Regions from separate parts of the Mus musculus genome. Here region 2 is linked to region 1. A link is a contact called in public HiChIP or PLAC-seq data. All regions are on one chromosome and are shown on one strand. Each heading gives the region's core, a stretch centred on a gene start, on an enhancer-like site or on the middle of the called end of the contact. The rest is flanking DNA. Distances are from core to core; before and after follow the strand shown.

Region 1 (3,382 bases), core at 297-2,796:
AGTTTGACTGATATGGTTAGAGATGGTAGCCCAGCATCCATCAGGGGAAAAATGAATGCAATCCACCTCTGGGGTCATCAGGAGAGTGGACCACGAGACCAGGCCAGAGCCAGCCCAACACAAGGGGCCAGCCCAAAAGCTGGGGAGTCTGAAGACCAGTTCCAGCCTCCCCAGCTGAGTCTGCTTCTCAGAAGAACCACAGATCAAGCAAGAGCAGCAAACAAAGGGAAAGGCAGGGACAGGTCAGGGTGGTTTGGAGGCAAAAGATGGCAAAAGACGGTAACATCAAGAAATGGCCTGTGGGGTTGGGAGTGTAGCCCAATGGTACTGCACATGCTTAGCATGTGCAAGACCCTGGGTCTGATCTCTGCCACTGCAAATAATAAAGAAACCGAGTGTACTGGACGGCAGAATGAGAAGAAAACTAAACAGAACAGGCCAGAAGAAAGGGAGAAATCCTGTCCTGGTGCAAAAAAAGGAAATGCAAAGGTTATCCTAAGGAATACAGGGAGGAGCCTCTAACAGATTAGAAACCGAGTCCCGTCTAGGGTGAACATGGAAGCCAGCTGATGCCAGTTAGGCACTTGCACAGAAGAGCCCTCCAAGTTGGGAGACCTGATATTGCAGCTGGGCCTCCAGCAGGATGTGTGACCTTGGACAAGTCCCTTCCCCTGACCCGGCCTCAGTCTCCTCATCTGTACCACTAGCATGCTAGTCTGCATGTGCTCCAAAGCTCCCTTCCAGCACAGACGTTCTGGGGTTCCATCAACAGAAGAAGGGCTCGGTCCTGGCTTACAAGTTTGTGTGTAAAGGAAGACTCGAGGGAGGGGCCTAGGCCAGATTTGGGCGGAGGAGAGAGAAAGCAGAGCGGTTCTAGGTCAGGGGCTTGTCGTGGGGGGGCGGGGGGGGGGAAGGAGGGACTGTACAGAACTGTGGAGAGGCCGTCTTTTAAGCTGGTGAGGAGAAGAGGGAAGGGGCTGCTCAGGGCGGGGGTGGGGGAAGTACTGGAGGGAAATGCGGTCTTAAATGAGCACTGTCCCAAACCGTGGGGGATCGGGGACAGATAAAGGCGGGGAGAAAAAGCAAGGGAGTGAGCCGGGAGTGGAGCAGATCTGGAGGGGGCCGGGGATAGGAGCAAAGAGGAAGGGAAGAGGGATAGGTGGGGGGAAATCTGTCCGGGCAAAGACGGAGAGCTGTCCCAGCTGCTGCACGGACTGGGGGTGCTGGCAGTCGCGCGGCCCTGGGGCTGGCCGCGGGAGTGCTGCGGGGGGCCGGACCAGAGGGTCAGTCTGAGGCTGTCCCGGGCCTGCCTCGGGCCCCTCCCAGAGCTGCGCGCAGGCCCGGCGGCGGAGGCGCAAGGGGAAAGGCCACGCTCACCTTATCCTTCTTCAGTTTATAGGACATCTCGGCCGGTCCACACCCGGCCCGGCTCCTGCGGCCCCGCTCCGGCTCTGCTCGGCCACACTCGGCCCGCTCGGCGTCTCTTCGCCACCGCCTGCGCGCTGCGCCCGGGCCGAGCCGTGGCTGCGCTTCCAATTGGCCCGAACTCTTACAAACCTGCCTGAGAACCAGGAGCCGCCTCCTCGGATTGGTCATTGGAGCCAAGCAGCTTCCCTTTTTTCTCATTGGAAAGAAAGAGTACAAACCGCCAGGGTTCGGCTCCCAGAATTGGCTGGAGTGGAAGGTCCCGCCCTGAAAAGGGTCGGGCTTCGTGGAGGAGGCGGAGCCATGGGGAAACCCGAGCTTGGCTAGCAGATCTGTTCTCCGGCGTCGCCTTGTGCGTCGTCCTCTGCTATTCTTCAGTCCTTTGAGCTCTGCTCCTTCCCTCCAGAAGTGGCTCTCATGTTCTCCCCTGCTCTTCTACCTGCCCTGCTTCGTACGGACTGGAGGAAAAAGGCCCTAACACGAAAAGGGCACCTTTCTTCACAGGAATTTAAAGTAGCTCAAATTGCACACGTGAAATGATAGAGAAGACTCCCAAGGGTACTCCCGGGCATTCATCAAGTCTGTCCTAGATCACAGTTGCAGAGGAGCAGAGGGGAAAGCCTATCAGCGGTGGAACCGGGCTGAAATAAAATAAGAAACCCTGGTTTGCTGCAGCTTCAAGACGTGGGTCCCTGTAGCTGCTGGAAGGGTGCTGGAATCGGTAAAACAGCTGCGTTTGGAGCCACTGAGAATGAAGTGAAAAAGCAGCCTCATCGTTCCCTACCTGAGCCCTGAGCCGCCGCCGCACCCAAGCTAGTGTTCAAGTGGGTAAGACTGGGTTCTTGCCCTCAGGTAGTTCCCACTCTAATGAGGTTCACAGACTCGTATTAAGAGACGATTAAAATACAATCACATAAATTACACAAACCTCAGAATGACATGGAGGAATATATTTTAGTTATCCTAGTAGCCAATAGATTACATTAAAGAACTGGAGGAGGTCCATCAAAAATAAATCTGCGAGCTGGGTGTGATGGGTTTGCCCCTGTAACCCCACCTCTTGGAAGATAGAGGCAGGATGATCAGGCGTTACAGACCAGCCTTAACTATAGCCAGTTGCAGACCAGTTTGGACTACAATAAGAACCTCTTAAAAGAAAGAAAAAAAAAAGACAAAAAAAAAAAAAAAAAAAAACCTACCCGCCACCACAAACAACAACAACAAAGAAACAACTCTCAGAACTAAAAAGTTACAAATAAGCCTGTGGCCGTTTGTTCCCCAGGAAAGAGGTCTTGGATTCCCCCAGGAGCATGATAACCAAACAATAGTCAATCATCCTTACACAAAGAGCAGTAGCCCCAATATTGGGAAAGATGGGGGCTGGGAAGATGGTGCTCTTCCAAAAGACCTGAATTCAGTTCCCAGCACCCACATTAGCTGCTTCACAATTGCCTGTAACTCCAGCCCCAAGGGACCTGATAGACACATGCATACATACATACATACATACATACATACACACACACAATTTTAAAACTTCAAGAACAGAATGGAAAAAAAGACAAGGCTCAGTGGTTAAGAGTACTTGCTGCTCTTCCAGAGGACCTAAACTAGGCTCCCAGCCCCCACAACAGCTGGCTCACAACCACCTGTAACCCCAGCTCCAGGAACCTGACGCCCTGCCCTCCTCTGGCCTCCCTGGGCACCTGCATAGGTGGCATACACACGCACAGACACACACATGCACGTGAATGACTTTAAAAACCGGAATGAAGAAAAGCGGATGAGCTCCGGAGACGTGTACAGTCAACGGGATTCGGTGAGTCACTGGATTCGGGGAGACAGTATCAGGGAAAGGATGCATTGAGGGTGACTCCTAAGTGATGAAAGATGGTTAGAGGGAACTGGTGTCACAATGGCCAGAGGCAGGTAGAGTCTGCTAAACACTGAATAGAAC
Region 2 (3,382 bases), core at 578-3,077, 820 kb after region 1:
TGCGGTTCTGGTTGGAGTGGACATTGAGGTTGTGGGTTTGCTTCTTTCTCACACCAAGCACGTGACCTGGTTGCTCAGGCTGAGGTGAGCGACCTCACATGGGCTGGGGACAACAGCCCCCTAGCTGTCCCTTTTTTTGTTGTTTGTTTTTGGTTGAGTTGGAGTCCTCATTCCCACCACCTATGAGCCCAGGTCATCAGCTTCACCCCTGTTTTCCAGTACGAAGTGGAACCCCTTGTGGAAACCCTTCTGTGGGGCCCCTGGGCCTCCCTTCAGCTTCCTGGGCCCCTCTTGGCTTGGCTGGAAGAGAGGCCCCATGACTTCACCTCCTCAGAAAGCGTCCCTGCTCCCTGTTTCCTCTCTCAGTGCATTCCAGACCCTCGGCCTGTCTGCCTGCGTGCCTTGGCCCGTCTCACACAACCCTCCCTTTATTCCCCCTAGTGAGGCCTCCTTCAACTCTGCCTGCCTCTTGTGTAGACTTCAGAGCTGCTCTCTGCTGCTGAGCACCTCTGACATGGCTGAGAAGAGCCCTCAAAGCTCTCTCCTCTGTCGCTCACAAGTCCTGTGGCCCAAGAGAGGCATTCTGCTGCCGGGTTTCTTTTCTTTTTCTTCCTTCCTTCCTGCTGCTCCCCCCACCCTTTTTTTTTTTTTTTTTTTTTTTTTTTGTGACAGAATCTCACCATATAGCTAGCTATAGCTAGCTTAAGAGCTTGTTATGTAGACCAGACTGGCCTGGCACTCACAGTGATGCCCCTGCCTCTGCACCTTTGTCCCTGTGCTCCTATGCCTCCCACATGCTGGGGTTAAAGGTGTATGCCAGGCCTGCTTATGTTGTTTAAAAAGGTTCTTCTTCGTGGGTGGAGGTGCAGCTTAGCTGGGAGAGTGCTAGGCAGGTGCTCTGTGTTGAGCTTTTTCTCTGGGCCCCAAGTGCATTCTCCGTGCGTGTTGTGTATGTGTGTGTGTGCACAACAGTGTGCGTGTGTGGAGGCCAGAGACTGGTGTTGGGGTCGATCTCTGCCATTCTCCATCTTATCGATTGATTGATTAATTGATTGATTGTAAGGATCTCTCAATGATCATGGAGCTTACCATTTTGGCTAAGCTGGCTAAGCAGCAAGCCCCTTGGCATCAGCCTGTTCCCAGCCCTGCCTCGTGCTGGGGTTGAAGCACTGCTGCACCTAGCTTCTTTCACCTTGGTGCTGGGAATTGGAACTCAGTTCCCCACTTTACCCAATGAGCTGATTTCCCTTCTCCCCATAAATTACTTTCCCCCACCCCCTGAACTCATTATGTAGACCAGGCTGGCCTCCATTTTTCAGATCCACTTGCCTTTGCCTCCTGAGTGCTGGTATTAAAGGCACACACCGCCATGGTGACTCACAGTGAATTCTTTCTGTGTTCCTTTGCCTCAGTGCCCTGATCTGTAAAATGGGAACTGTCACAACAGTACTTAGCTACAGAGCCATCAGGAGAATTACATGCACTTTGAGGAGGCTGAACAGGGCTGGGCCTGGCCCATAGCAACTGTTACATAAGTATTAGGTTATTGTTACAGAACACATGTTTGCCATTATGATGATGTGGACAAAAGGTTTAGGCTCAGTGCTGGTTTATAAACCCGGGGATCCAGGATGAATCAATCAATAAGATCCTCAGATTCAGGCCAAATCAATCGATAAAATCCACAGACTCACATGACCAATCCTTACAGTTAGAATGGCCCTGGAATAGAGGCACAGGGCATTGTGCTGGCTTTTGTTCCAGTGTCTCAGGACGGTCAGCCCTCCCTCAGGGCTTGTAGTGCTCATGGCCTGCGCACGGTCACGTGAACACTGCACTGTTGACTGCTGAATCTCGCTCCTGGGGAGCACACAGGGCTGGGTTCCTGTGAGCCTCTGCTCAGAGCATCTTTATCAAGTGATCAATGCATACCCTTGTTCTTTGTGTGTTTTTGCTTGTTTAAAATGTATTGTGGACTCGTTAGTAATGAACTCATGGCCAGTAGTTGTATAATCTCCAGAAAAAAGCTAATTTATTTTTTTCTGTAAGGCACATGCTGACAGCTAGGAATGGATGAGATAGGAGGTCAGGTTAAAAACAACAACAACAAAAAAAAAACAAAACAAAACAAAACAAAAAAAACAACCCAAATCACTTGCTACACAAATTTGATGGTGTTCAGTTAATCCTTAGCAAGGACAGAACCTCTCCCCAAAACACACCCATGCATGCATGATCAGCATGCATGTGCATGCACACACTTGCACACACTCCTGCACAGATACGTGCACATTCAAACACATGAACAGGATACACGTTCCTGTACTCACACACCTACACTACACACATACACACACACAATAATAATAAATAACATTTTACGATTTATTTTATGTGTATGAGCATTTTGCCTGTATGTGCCTGCCTGGTGCCCCTAGAGGTTAAGAGAGGGTGTCAGATCCCTTGCACCTGGAGTTTGCTTCTGAGCCACTATGTGCGTGCTGGGGACTGAACAGGGTCCCCGGCAAGAGCAGCAAGTGTTCTTAACCACTGAACCATCTCTCCAGCCATCATTATCATTTTGCACGTGTGTGTGTGTGTGTGTGTGTGTGTGTGTGCACGCGCGTGTTCGCATGCTCACACACGCCTATGTGTATGGGTGTCATCAGAGGCCAGAAGAGAGCATCGGATCCCCTGGAACTGTAGTGACAGGTGGTTATGAGCCGAATGGTATTGCTGCTAAGAGCTGAGCTCAGGTTCTCCCCATGAACAATAAGCTGCTATCACCTAAGAGCCATCTCCGCATCCCTATTTTATTGTATCTTGCTTTCCTTTTCCTGCTTGGTTTTTTGTTTTAGCTTTTGTTTTTGTTTTTTAGTTATTATTTCTTTAAAGCTTGTTTAGTTGTTTGAGATAGTACCTGACTATGTAGCTTTTGTTGGCCTGGAACTTGCAATGTAGAGCAGACTGGCCTAGAACTCACAGAGATCCCCCTGCTTCTGCCTCCCAAGTGCTGGGATTGAAGGCATGGGCTACCACTGTCCGGCTTGGGTGTCATTTTTATTTAGTTTTATTTTTTGCTTATTTCTTTTTTAACCGTAAAATTACACATTTCCCAAGTGCAGAAAATAAGGAGCCACCAGACTCCAGCAGAATGAATGGTTCTAGTGCCGGAGCTGAAACAAGCAAGCAGCATCTCCTTCTGCAGCCTCAGCTGGGGACATGCATGCTTGCATCTCAGCTGGGGACATGCATGCTTGCATGGACTTGGGTTCTTTTGGAAATTCTGCACATGTTTGCAAAAGACTACACAATGCCGGAAGTATCAATTAGGGAGTTGTGGGCACAGCTTGGTGGGTAGATGAACTTATAAATGCATCTG

Evidence for each region. HiChIP or PLAC-seq counts read pairs in DNA pulled down with a chosen protein or histone mark.
Region 2: an H3K27ac HiChIP or PLAC-seq map of cardiomyocytes shows a contact between it and region 1, with 5 times the contacts expected there. The contact joins the enhancer-like site here to the promoter of Ppp2r5d in region 1. A contact is called at or near these places in 1 of 39 promoter capture datasets (cranial neural crest) and 1 of 115 datasets of contacts at active chromatin or transcription factors (cardiomyocytes).

Annotation. Positions count from the first base shown.
Region 1 is chr17:46,703,456-46,706,837 of GRCm38.p6, forward strand. Ppp2r5d (protein phosphatase 2, regulatory subunit B', delta) reads right to left here and starts at 1,547. Exons shown (of 15, transcript NM_009358.3): 1 at 1,378-1,547. The coding sequence starts at 1,404. It overlaps Gm52314 (a long non-coding RNA gene), which reads left to right and starts at 2,170. Exons shown (of 2, transcript XR_003952400.1): 1 at 2,170-2,253; 2 at 3,087-3,382.
Region 2 is chr17:47,527,319-47,530,700 of GRCm38.p6, forward strand. It overlaps a transcript of Ccnd3 not described here. Among named protein-coding and RNA genes, the nearest start is that of Gm41590, 17 kb to the right of the region's middle. Within about 2 kb of position 1,828, at least 28 of the 459 cell types and tissues checked have an H3K27ac peak or open chromatin away from gene starts, as enhancers often do.